Linked DNA regions of Mus musculus: all the other regions are linked to region 4. Evidence: chromatin contacts called from public Hi-C and promoter capture Hi-C data. All regions are on one chromosome and are shown on one strand. The core of a region is the stretch at or near the end of the contact, and the rest is flanking DNA. Distances in the headings are between cores, read along the strand shown.

What was found. Promoter capture Hi-C pulls out the DNA fragments that hold promoters and counts their contacts. Hi-C and Micro-C count contacts between places; a contact is called where the count stands out from the background.
Region 1: a promoter capture Hi-C map of neutrophils shows a contact between it and region 4, with 10 times the contacts expected there. The contact joins the enhancer-like site here to the promoter of Mtfr1 in region 4. A contact is called at or near these places in 3 of 39 promoter capture datasets (liver, neutrophils and pre-B cells), 1 of 484 Hi-C or Micro-C datasets (CD8 T cells), 1 of 115 datasets of contacts at active chromatin or transcription factors (thymic regulatory T cells) and 1 of 9 other capture datasets (liver).
Region 2: a promoter capture Hi-C map of the HPC-7 cell line shows a contact between it and region 4, with 7 times the contacts expected there. The contact joins the enhancer-like site here to the promoter of Mtfr1 in region 4. A contact is called at or near these places in 7 of 39 promoter capture datasets (the C10 cell line, the HPC-7 cell line, embryonic stem cells and 4 more) and 2 of 9 other capture datasets (adipose tissue and pancreatic islet).
Region 3: a contact with region 4 is called in a Hi-C map of B cells, with 5 read pairs. The contact joins the enhancer-like site here to the promoter of Mtfr1 in region 4. A contact is called at or near these places in 3 of 39 promoter capture datasets (liver, pre-B cells and stem cell-derived epiblast-like cells), 1 of 484 Hi-C or Micro-C datasets (B cells) and 1 of 9 other capture datasets (liver).

The regions. Positions count from the first base shown.
Region 1 is chr3:21,985,617-21,988,746 of GRCm38.p6, forward strand. No RefSeq gene overlaps it. Among named protein-coding and RNA genes, the nearest start is that of Gm31813, 23 kb to the left of the region's middle. Within about 2 kb of position 1,420, at least 164 of the 459 cell types and tissues checked have an H3K27ac peak or open chromatin away from gene starts, as enhancers often do. A contact at or near this core is called in CD8 T cells, liver, neutrophils and 2 more, where this site is marked.
Region 2 is chr3:16,208,761-16,211,524 of GRCm38.p6, forward strand. All of the region lies in intron 4 of Ythdf3 (YTH N6-methyladenosine RNA binding protein 3), which reads left to right. Among named protein-coding and RNA genes, the nearest start is that of Ythdf3, 27 kb to the left of the region's middle. Within about 2 kb of position 1,436, at least 7 of the 459 cell types and tissues checked have an H3K27ac peak or open chromatin away from gene starts, as enhancers often do. A contact at or near this core is called in the HPC-7 cell line, where this site is marked.
Region 3 is chr3:21,957,766-21,960,752 of GRCm38.p6, forward strand. The region is part of intron 1 of Gm31813 (a long non-coding RNA gene); the gene reads right to left. Among named protein-coding and RNA genes, the nearest start is that of Gm31813, 5.1 kb to the right of the region's middle. Within about 2 kb of position 1,351, at least 38 of the 459 cell types and tissues checked have an H3K27ac peak or open chromatin away from gene starts, as enhancers often do. A contact at or near this core is called in B cells, where this site is marked.
Region 4 is chr3:19,186,523-19,189,417 of GRCm38.p6, forward strand. It overlaps Mtfr1 (mitochondrial fission regulator 1), which reads left to right and starts at 1,588. Exons shown (of 8, transcript NM_026182.6): 1 at 1,588-1,766.

The DNA.
Region 1 (3,130 bases), core at 170-2,669, 2.8 Mb after region 4:
CTGGAGAATGAACCAAATTGGAGAACATTCTAGAAATCTCTCCAGAGTCTGCTTTTCCGATGTGTATGGAATCTGTGTTGGTTTTCGTTGTTGTTATTTGCCTTGGTTTTTAGTTTAGTGAGTATTACCTAGGCCTAGATGACCCTTCTAATTACATAGTTGAGGAGAACCAAGAACACTGATTCTTCTTCCTCTACCTCCAAAATTAGAGGATCACAAGAATGTGTTACAGTTCCTTACTTACATGGTGCCGAGACAGATGCCAGCGCTTCGTGAATGCAAAGCAAGCACTCTACAACTGAGTTATATGCCCCGTCCCAGCACTTAAGTTACTGAGGCAGCATATAAGGCCTCTCCAAAGATTCCAAGAGTGGTGTAGAAACCTCTGAGGGTTTTTGTCCTATCCACAGCTAGACAACTAGACACTCTGCTCATCACCCAGGGTATCAGCTTGGAAGCCTGGGTCTGGATTAACTTTTATGAGCCCTACTGTTGATCCTACTGGGAGAGAATAGGACCATTATCCCAATTTTTGAGCCAAAATTAAAGTAAGTTTTATTAAATGCTGGCCAAGACTATGGACTCTACCCAGATCCATACTCAGGATTCCCAGAAAACGGCCTCACACTGTGCTAATCTGGTGATTATAAAGGCACAACCTACAAGGCTGTGTATTTGCTGCCTTGGGGGTAAGCATACATCCTGCCTATGTACTTCCTGGTCCATGTGATTAAGGACATCCTGAGAAGTTGAAGCAACCAACCTTGTTTACAGAAGTGAAAACATTTTCATGGCTTGTTATCTTGCATGAATAGTAGCCCCCAGAATCCAGGAAGTTATCTGTCCGTGGGCAGAGAAAGTTATCTGCATTATAGGTTAGAGACATTTTTGTTTTATAGATCCCTTCAGCACAGGAATTAAAACTTAAAATATAACTTTAGCCCTCACAGTTGGAGTATATCATTTACCAAGCTGTAAAGGGCAATTAGGTTGTCTGATTTCACAAGACCAGGTTCACCGGATGGTGTCCAGCTTCCCCTGGTGAATGAGTGACCAGAACGAAAGCACTCTTCACCTCTGCTGAACTTGGATCCTTGAAGGTGGGGCTGACTAGAGTTACCAGGCTGTACAATGCTGTCTGGCCACATCTTGGAGCTGGGCACATTTCTCGTCCTCCCCTCAGGGAGGGGTTTATAGTACAGGCAGTTTTTTCAAAGAGGAACATTTCCTTAAACAGGACACCTTAGGCTTATCTGTTGTAGGAGAACAATTAACACAAGCTTTGTGAAGATCTGCAATTGAGAAAACACTGAGTTCCAAGCCAAGTCCAGTCACTTACACTGGCAGAGTCCATTCTCAGAGTCATCAGAGGTACGGGGTGTTCTCTAGGACTTGGTCCTGGTCCTGAGTTAGCACAGAGGCAAATAGTCCTTGCCTAAGAGTTGATGTTCCAGGAAAAAGTAGATGTGTGGTTGCCAGGATGACTATCTCCAACTCAGCTGGGTTTATTTTCGTCTGCCATTTTAAGAAGATGTTGGCTCAGGGGACAGACACATTCTGTACCAAGCCAACAGGTACCCTGCCAAAAATTCTGTGTCAAAAGCTGATGATGAGGGCTGAGGGATGTATGTCAGTTGGCAGAGTACTTGTCGAATGAGCACAAAGACCTAGGATCAATCCCCAGCACTGTGTAAAGGGATTGTGGTGGCACATATCTGCAAGGTCATCCTAAACTATATAGAAATATCAAAGGAAACCAGACAACTTGAGACCCTGATTTAAAACAAGGGAAAGGACTGAATAAAATAAATAGCCTCTGATATTTGGGCATTTAAATTTGTTGTTGTTGTATTTTTCCTGATTTCAGAACTCTTGCTGGAACAATCTCTACATTATGGTTGACTGTAGAAAGAGCTTCCAAGTTAGCGAGCTGAACCTCCTACAGATGAGGGTTAGAGGAGTAAGTATCTCCTCAGGAACTAATGCACGTGATTATGGGGCCTTACTAAATCTAAACTTCTCGGGTCAGCATCAGTCTTTAGTAAGACCTTCAGCTGACTAGACGGAACCCACCATGTCATAAAAAGTATTCTTGCTGCACAAAGAATCCATTGGTTTTCATGTTAATCTCACCCAAAGATGTTACAGAAACATCTAAAATAATGCTTGACTGAATATGCAGCCCCATAGCCCAGCCAAGTTGAGATGCAGAATGACTCACGCTGGTTTCTAAACACCTGCCAGTCTCCTACAGCCTCTGACACCATTAACCACAAAGGGGAGGGGGGGGGGAGGTTTTCTCTTTCCCTTACCCATCTCACTGTTAGTCTAGACTCACTACCAAAACCAGACATGAATATTGGGCTCTTACTGTGAAAGCAGAAGGTGCAGAGAAAGTTCCCTTCACACAGTTGATCAATAGCATTAGAAGTAACAAGAAATGAGAAAATTCACATGGTCCAAGTCGTCAGGCTCCTAACACACACAGCATGCTCTGCTCGGGGCCTTCCCTAGCCTACACACTTGCCTGGAAGGCAACAACTCCTTTTCAGTTCCTTGAGCTGTGGCTTTTCTTCCCCAAATCTTCTCTCATGTTCCTTTCCTCCAGGGAGGGTGGTTGTGACATCTGCACACAGAGACGCCGTGGGAGGCAACAGCTTCGTCCGTTGGAGTTTAAAGTCTAACGCAAACCCTGAGCCGTTATCTCACTATCCACTGTTACATAAGGAAACAGTCTTGACTGACACCCCTTTCTGTGGTCATGAGTTGTTTCCTCATTGCTCTTCCCTCAGCAGTCTCACCTTTAACCCAGGAAGTGAGGAGAACATGTTTCTGCCATGTGTATGTACCTTAGGCCTGAATAAAGCAGGGCTTTCATTATTTTAGATTGAACTAAAGAAGATTTAGCTACCTTGAAAAGCAACACTCACAAGGGGTTTCCACTAATAGCGATCCTCATCTCACTGTGAATGGGTATATAGTCATGCATGGTGTCTTGAGGACTCCTTTGATAGAATGATATAATCGACAGAACATGTAGACCCTGAGGCACTATGTGGAGCACACATCAGCAGGAGTACACACCTAGCTTGTTTCCAGTATTCAGTTTCTTACTCTCCCAGGCTGCACC
Region 2 (2,764 bases), core at 186-2,685, 3.0 Mb before region 4:
GTCACATAGGTTTTAGTAGATACTGCCAAGTGTGTAAATGTTCTAAAACAGCTGACCTCAATCTTCCTAATGCTGTAACCCTTCAATACAGTTCCTCATGTTGTGCTGACCCAACTATAAAATTACTTTTCTTGCTACTATAATTATACTACTGCTATGAATTGTAACGCAAATATCCAATAGGCAGGATATCTGATATGTGACCCCTACCCAAGTGGTGGTGACCCGCAGGTTGAGAACCAATGCCCTAAAGAATCTCTTGTGAAGTTTTAATATCTTGGAATTTTTCTTCTTTTTTGGTCTAATCTCTATTTAGTAGTTGATCAGTGTTTATAATAAATGCTACTTGTTGGTTTCTCCATTTGTGCAAATAGTAAGTTATAAAAGTTCAGTTCTAGCTAGACCATTAGGAGATAAAGTGGGAAAAACATGTATATTTTTATATTTCTGAAGGTAACACAATTTATCGTTAAATTTTATGGTAAGCTAAGGAACAGTGCCTTAGGCATATTATTTAAAGTCCTGAAATAGAACACTTACTTTGGTAAACATATAAAATGTAGTAGGAAATTATAGTGTCCAATTGATAATCAAGAATTCTAGTAGTAGCAAAGTTATAATGACAACACAACAGGAATTTAAAATGCAAATGTGAGAAAAGATTTTTCTCTGTCTTGAATTCTAGGCAAGTGTTTACTCAAGTCCAGGATCTTTATTATCTTAACTTGCCTCTAGAAGAATTATTTGTGTGCACTGTCCCTTTGATGAAGCTCATATAATCCTTGAAAATGAGAAGAAAATACAGAAGATTTGAGTGTATTTGTCCAGTATAAATTTTAGTTTCTCTCATACTAATAGAGAATAGGCAGTCCTTAGAAATTTTTGTCTTAGTGTTGAATGAATCATCTGTTTTATATCCTTTATAATTTTACTCTTATAAATCCAATTAAATATATCAGCAAACAATTTGGTATGAAGTTTTAGTATTTTTTAATTTAACCTTTATATTTTTATATGTGCTAGTATTTGGCCATTGTGAATGCCTGTGCACATGTATACAGTTCCTGTGGAGGACAGAAGAGGGATCAAATCCTCTGGAATTAGATTTCCAGGTGGTTTGAGAAACCATGTTGGTGCTTGGAATTTGAACCCAGGTCTTCTAGAAGAGCTCCTGCTCTTAACCACTGAACTGTGTTTCCAGCCCCAGGTTTTAGTCTTAATAACTGCCTAGTTTTGTTTTTTGTTGCTGTGACAGAGTATCTTTTGATTAACATTTTGTGATATTTCTTAATCTCTCTCTCCCTCCCCCTCTGTCTCTCTCTTACTTCTCTTTTTGTTTCCTTTTTTTTTTCTTTTTTCCTACCTTCAGCTTGTGGTGGTTGTGTTATATTCTAGTGCTCCATCCAAAGGAACTTTGGGGAAACGAATGACCTCTCCAGCTCATCAGATTAGTCATAGATCTTGGGGAAGATAATTTCCTTCCTACTTTAATTGTGACTTCATTTTATTAAACTGAACAGAATTTCAATTAATAAGTGTATTGTTTTTCTAAGCAAATTGAGGACCATATGTATTGTGGGATTTACTTGTTTTTTTTTTTTTTTTAAGGTCCTTTTGACCATAAGCTCCATGCATCCAGGCTGAAGAATCAGTTTTATTGGTAGAATGCCAGTCCAGCATTCAAGAAACAATAAAACAATGCTTGGTAGTTAGTAATAGGCCTGCAGTTTCCATATTCAGGAGGCATTCCATAAGGCAAGAGGTAGGAGAATAAAGAATTTAAGCTTGTTCTTGGCTATCTAGTGTATTGAGACCAGTCTAACATACACAGGATCTGGTCTCAAAAAAGAAAAGAAAAACAAAAATAAAAGAAACATTAAACAAAACCCAAGCAAACAAAAGGTAGCAGTTAGGTAGACAATAGCAACATAAGGAAGCAGTGTATGTCTAGATAGGATTAAAGCTTCTGCAGCTTGTTTACAGAAGTGACACCCTATCTCTGTTTCCTGTTCTGTTGACTAAAAGGAAGTGTTTATTGGGTCTGGTCCACATTTAAGGGAGAAATTGTACAAACTCTTTAATACAGAACACTGAAAGCTGTTTCTAAAGCTACGTGTCATAATTACACTTAATCTTTTCCACAAATGAACCATATGGTTAAATGAAATCATGCTACCTGATTTGATTCACGATTTTCCTGAACATTTTAAAAATAATTATTAGATACTAAATTTTATTTGGAACCTGAAATACATTAAAGTCTTAAAATATATATGTGTGTGTGTATATGTATGTATGTATGTATGTGTGTATGTATATATATATATATATATGGCTAAAGATGGTTCGTTGAATAAGACACTGGCTGCTCTTTCAGAGGACTCAGATTCCTAGCACCTACATGGTAGCTCATAACCATCTGCAACTCCTGTAAAATAAATTTGTGAATAATATTTTGGTTTGAAAGTATAAAGTCAAGGTGAATTTCTTAGATTTTGGGTGATGTGGCAAGAGAGATGTTTTAGAACATAGAGCAGGTACTCAAGTATTCTACAGTAGGTGAAATTTGCAAAAAGTAGTATAGAAATTTAATGAAATTTGAAAAACATATCCATACATTTGTAAAATCTTTATTCAGCACACATCCTTGAACAAGCTGTGGTTTATTAGACACTAAGAAAGAACAAATTAAGAGAATCTCGTTGAATAATTTAAGCATCTAAGCATAGAAGTTACATTTTGCTATATTAAAGTATAGTAAAGG
Region 3 (2,987 bases), core at 101-2,600, 2.8 Mb after region 4:
AACCAGCATCAATAGTCCCAGTAATGCAAAGGTTTTGCTTTAATAGTTCTGGTATCTTGTTAATCCCAGCTGATTTTTCAGCCCCAGCTAACCAGAACTACAGAATCTTCACAATCAAAACAGCAATGGCCCTGAAAAGAGTCTTAAATTTTCCCTCTGAAGTTTCACAAGCCAGACCTCCATCTTCTGCACTGTTCTCAACATTATCTTCCAAGCTCCTACACAACATCTGGCTGAGCTCTTAACAACGAATGGATCTTCAAGCTCAAAGTTCCAAAGTCCTTCCACAATCCTCCCCAAAACATGGTCAGGTTTTCACAGGAATACCCCACTATGCTGGTACCAACTTCTGTATTAGTCAGGGTTCTCTAGAGTCACAGAACTTATGGATAGTCTCTATATAGTAAAGGAATTTATTGATGACTTACAGTCTGCAGTCCAATTCCCAATAATGGTCAGTCGCAGCTGTAAATGGAAGTCCAAGGATCTAGCAGTTACTCAGTCCCACACAGCAAGCAGGCGAAGGAGCGAGAGCAAGACTCCCTTCTTCCAATGTCCTTATATGGTCTCCAGCAAAAGGTGTAGCCCAGATTAAATGTGTGTTCCACCATAACTTTAATCCCAGATGATCTTGAACTCGGAGAACTCTCTGTCTTAATCTTCTGGAATCCATAGCCACTATGCCTCAAGATCTCCATACCAAGATCCAGATCAGAAACTTCTATCTCCTAGCCTCCAGGGTCACTGGTGAGCCTTCCAATTCTGGATTGTAGTTCATTCCAAATATAGTCAAGTTGACAACCAGGAATAGCCACTACACATGGTAAGTCCTACGCTGGGCACTCTGTAAACAAGCTTCTTCGAACTTTAGAGCTAGGTGCTATGCTTGTTCTCATTTTATAAGTGGGGGCTCTGAGAGATAAGGAAGCCTGCCCAGGCTGAGGATGACAGAGTTAAGGCAATAACCCAAGCAGTACGATTGCCACACTAACAGCCTGTTGGAGGCAGTGGCAGTCTTTTTCAGTGTAGGAGGGGTGTGCTTCTGGAGCCGTTGGTGACTTTTGCTCTAGTGATGCACTTTACAGTTTGAAAAGTCAAATGATGTCACTTAGCACAGTGCAAGCTGTTCAAACTAGCTTCTGGACCTCAAGGGAGTCAAGATTTGCTCACTGTTTGGGTCCCTAGTCATGAGATCACAGGAGCACTCCTCTTTAGAGCCCTTGAAGACCCAACCTACGGATACCCAGGATCCTAAGCCCAGAAAAGTGCTTGTGGGGGTTGGCCAGGGAGACATGTTTACATTGATTGGCCCAAATACAATCACATGGGCACATACGTGTCATCTATCTGCATCCTCAAATGGAACAGAGAACTGAAACCCTGGGGATTGATAGCAGCATTAGCTTCAGGGATAAACTCCTTTAGTGGGATTTTTATTGAATTCCTTATTTCTCTGATACCCAACACTTTATTTATTTATTATTATTATTATTTTAGAATGCTTTAAGGAATACTGTCTGAAGATTCCCCCAAATCATCGTTCTTCAGTTATTTTAGACAGTGCACCCTGTACCAAAATGTGTCACTCTTCTCTCTCAAGCTGCCTCGGGAACACCACTCCAATATCTACTCATGTGGCATTAGTTTTGAGGCACTTAAAAAAAAATTCTATGAATCTATCACTCCACCCAATGTCTACTGAGAGGAGGTAGCACTGACTTTTCTTGTTGCTATGACAAAATATTCAGCGAAAGCAGCTTAACGAAGGGCAGTTTTTTCTGGCTCCTGATCCAAGGGCTCCAAGTGCACTGAGGCAGGGAAGGCCTGGGGGGAGCATGAGGCAGTCCTTCACATTTAGGCCTCTGTCAGGAAGTGTGGATGCCAGAGTTTAGCTGGCTTCCTCCTTTTTATTCAGTCAGGTCCTTCTACCTGTGGGAATCCAAATTCACGGGGTGGGTCTTTCCATCTCAGGCAATCTAATCTAGAAATCCTCTCAGATTAGGCCCAGAGGTTTGCCTTCTAGGTGATCCTAGAGCCAGTCAAGTAGACAGGCAATACTAACAGCAACAGAGAAGAAACTTCTCTCAGGTCTTAGCCTAAGAACCAAGCTTCTTTTGAGTTAAATTTTCTTTTTAAAAATCATTCTATATACTGGATTATTGACCCATGTCCTATTTCCAATTTTGCTTATGCCATTAGGAGTCTCAGAGCCCCTGTTCTCTAGACATAGAGCACGGTCTGTCCAATGTTTTGTAATTTTCCTATCAGAAGCAATGTTCCTCTCACTCTAACTGTTCCTCTTATTTCTTTTGTAGTTTTCACATTTTAGGAAGGGAACTTCAAGACCATTGTGATTTAAGATGAGAAACCATAATCACCCCAGGTACCTGGAAGGCCAACTGGTAATTTAATAATATGTGGGACTTGAAGTAGAAACTGAACTGGACTTTAGTTACAGGGGCTATTCAGAGAGACGAATGTGACAGATGTTCTGCAGCAGGCTCAGTGTCCCCTGCCCAGGAAGCTGTGTGAATAGCTACCCCTCTCAGGTCCATAGTATTTCTGGTGACTTTGTTACATCTTAGAGGTGAAAATGCTGAATGTCACAGATATAATTAAAATGCCCTCTTAGACTCTTTTCTTACAGAGGAGCTTTGAACACACAGAACTAGAGGGAATCGTTCAGAAATTAGCCATGGGGTCACATTGAAGATCAACTGTGACCATGTAACATAGTGGCATCAGTGACTCAGGCCACTCTGCCAGCTTTTACGTATGACACTGAATCATAGGACTGCATCATCTCTTCTCATAAAATCAACCTGCAATAAATATTTCATACACATGAAAACAATTGTAAACTCCAAGAGTTTTGGTTAGTGGGTTGTTTGTTTGTGGCACTCTACACTGTAGCCCAGGCTAGCCTTGAACTTTGTAAATAGCCAAAGCTGAACATGAGCTTCTGGTCCGCCTACATTCACTGTCTA
Region 4 (2,895 bases), core at 338-2,837:
CCAGGGTTTGGTACCAGGCACCATGTTGATAGGCTCTTTGTGTTATTGTATTGAATGAGATGGCACACAGCTTGGTCAGAATTCTTAGAAATGATTCCATTACTGGGAGAAACAATAATTTGTGATAAAATTACTCAGGTTTAAGTCACTGCACCTTCATCTAGATTGTCAAAAAGTTCAGGGCCACTCCAGGGCACTTGAGGGTAAAGCAAGGTGGGAAGGGAGGGAAGTTGTAAAGAAAAAATCAAATCAAATCAAAACAAAACAAAAAACAGGTTTTAAGCCATCTCCAACTGATGGGTGCTTTCAGATACCCTTCTTCTTAAACATAGACAATCACATAGGCCTGTGTGGTGGCAGGCAGCTGAGAGTCACCTGTGGGTCACACAGCTGGTGACCAGGGATCCTGAGGCAACTAATAGCTTAGCAGTAAATCCTACAAGTATCATTGGAATGGTCGCCCTGGTGTGTGGTCCCTACCAGTTCACTTCAGCAGCTTTTGTCTTTTCATCAGCCTTCAGACCAAGCACCCCTCCCTGAACTGCTCTCTCAGGCTTCTCTCTCCCAGCCTTGGTCACAGCCTGTCAGGCCCTTTTGTACTTAAAACGTTATAACACTTGGTCACATATATTAATTAACCTTGTTTTGATCTCCCTGCCTTTTGGTAGGCTTACTCAGGGTGTGGTTCAAGGCTTAAAAAACAAACAAACAAACAAACAAACCCCACCAACTTTGTACTGTCATAATGGGCTCCCAACGAGCCGTTGCTGAGTAACTGAATTGAAGCTCTAGGTGAAATCCAAAGCAGTAGCCAGGAGGAATTTAGGCCATCCAGGGTAAGAACACCAGCGCTCCAATGAGAGGGTAAGAGAGAAGGCGAAGTAGCAACAGCTGCTGCCCACTTCCCACCTCAACTCTTCCACCCTCTTCCAGGTTGTTTTGGACATAGGCTGGTCTTCAACTCTGGATCCTCCAGCCTCCAACTTCAAACTACTCGTTTTACATAGCAGGAGCCGCCACGCCCAGGTAGGAGCGGCCTCTTGAATTACTGATAGGCTTTCCCTCCATATTCACGTTTTATCGCACCCACACACACCACCGTGCTGCTTATAGCTAACTTGACACAGACTGATCGTATTTTCATGACTAGGTTATCTGAAATCTAGAATAACCCTTCATTAAAAACTACGCACACCAATTAGGCAGACTTTGAGGCGGGGGAACTGAAGGCAGGAAAAGTCTTCACTCCCTCTGAGCCGCGCCTTCCACTCCTCCAGAACATACGTCCGGGATTTGAGGCCCGAAACAGATCGCCCTGGCAGACAAAGTCCCCACAGAGCGTGGGTTGAGAAGGGCTCGACACAGGCTAGGCTAGGCTAGGCTAAGGACCTAGCTCCTTTCAGCGGGCACACATTTGAGACTTCACTCGGAATGTGGGTATTCCTACACCCAAAAGGGGCGAAGTTTACCAACAAAAATAACAGGGGCAGAAGCACCCAAGACAAAGCGCGGCACACTAGCAAGCACACGCCCCTTACTGGGCACCGCGCGTGCGCACAGAGCCCGGGACAGGTAGCCGGCGTGGCCGGCGAGCAGACACGCCTTCCGCCGGCCTCTCCTGAGCCCGCCCCCGGGCCTCAGCGAGCCGTTCACTGGTCAGCCTAGGCCGGGCCAGGGGCGGGGATTGGCTGATTGGCATAAGGTCCTGGGACAGCCAATCTGGAAGGCTGAGCAGCTGCGAAGGTGAGGGCTGCTGCGCAGCCGAGGTGAGTGGGGCCCGGGACAGAAAAGCGGTTGGCGGGGTGGGGAATGGCTACCACCCGGAGCTGAACGGTGGCGGGAGGCCGTGTTGTGGACAAGGGAGGGGACGGGGCGCGGCGCGGGAGGCCGGCGAGCGGGAGGGAGGCCGCGGAAGCCCGGAGCAGAGAGCAGCCCTCCGGCTCGCCCGCGCCTGGCCTGCTGAGCTCCGCGGGCCGCCGGCCTGGCTCCCATCCCCCGCAGTCGGCGTTGTGCCCTCGCTGGATCCGGGCTGAACGGGGCGGCCCACGGCGTTCAGCCTGTTCTACCTGGACCTACTTTCCTGTCATTGTCGGCTGGCAGCTCTGAACTTTCTAAGCGTGCGCAGTTTGCGTGTAGCCAGACTACAGAAACTTTGAGATCTGAAGTCAAACTTAACCAAACCTTTCTTTCCGCCTGATGGTTTGTTTTGTGATTGGTCTGATGTAACCTCTTCTGGCTTAAACCTCGTTTTGTGCTTGAGGATGGTCAATAGAAGTTCGGATCCTACCCCCTCCACCTCCCAACTACAGGATTTAAAGCTTGCTTCACCACATCCGGAAAAGAATATTAAGGAGTATTTCATGATACTTGGTAATTTAGCGTTCACTTTTTTGTTTGGTTTGGTTTTGAGACAGAGTTGTCTTCCTTACTCTAGGCTGGGGTGGAATGCACTATGTAGATTAGGTTGAGCTGCCTAAAACCTCCTGCCTCAGTCACCACGCCCGATTCCAGTCACCTTTTCCTAGTGTATGTAGTTGTTTTACATTACAATGACTTAGTCAAGGAAGTTGTGACACTTACTATCTTGTTACATGAAAGTAAGTTGTGTCCACATATATTGATCACATATATTGTACATACACAAAAATCATTTAAAAGGTAAAAATTATTTTTAAAAAGAAGGTAATAGAAATGGGTTTGCGATTATATACAACCGAGTTTGACTATAAAATGCTTACGAGCTAAGAAAAGTCTCAGTCACGATGTGCAGCTAACTCTCTATCAACACCCTAATCTTTGAATTGAAATGCAAGTCTAGTAACTGAAGAGGAAACTTAAGGGTTCTTTAGAAACTGTGTTGTACGGTGTTCTGCTGGGCTAAACACGTGAAGGAAC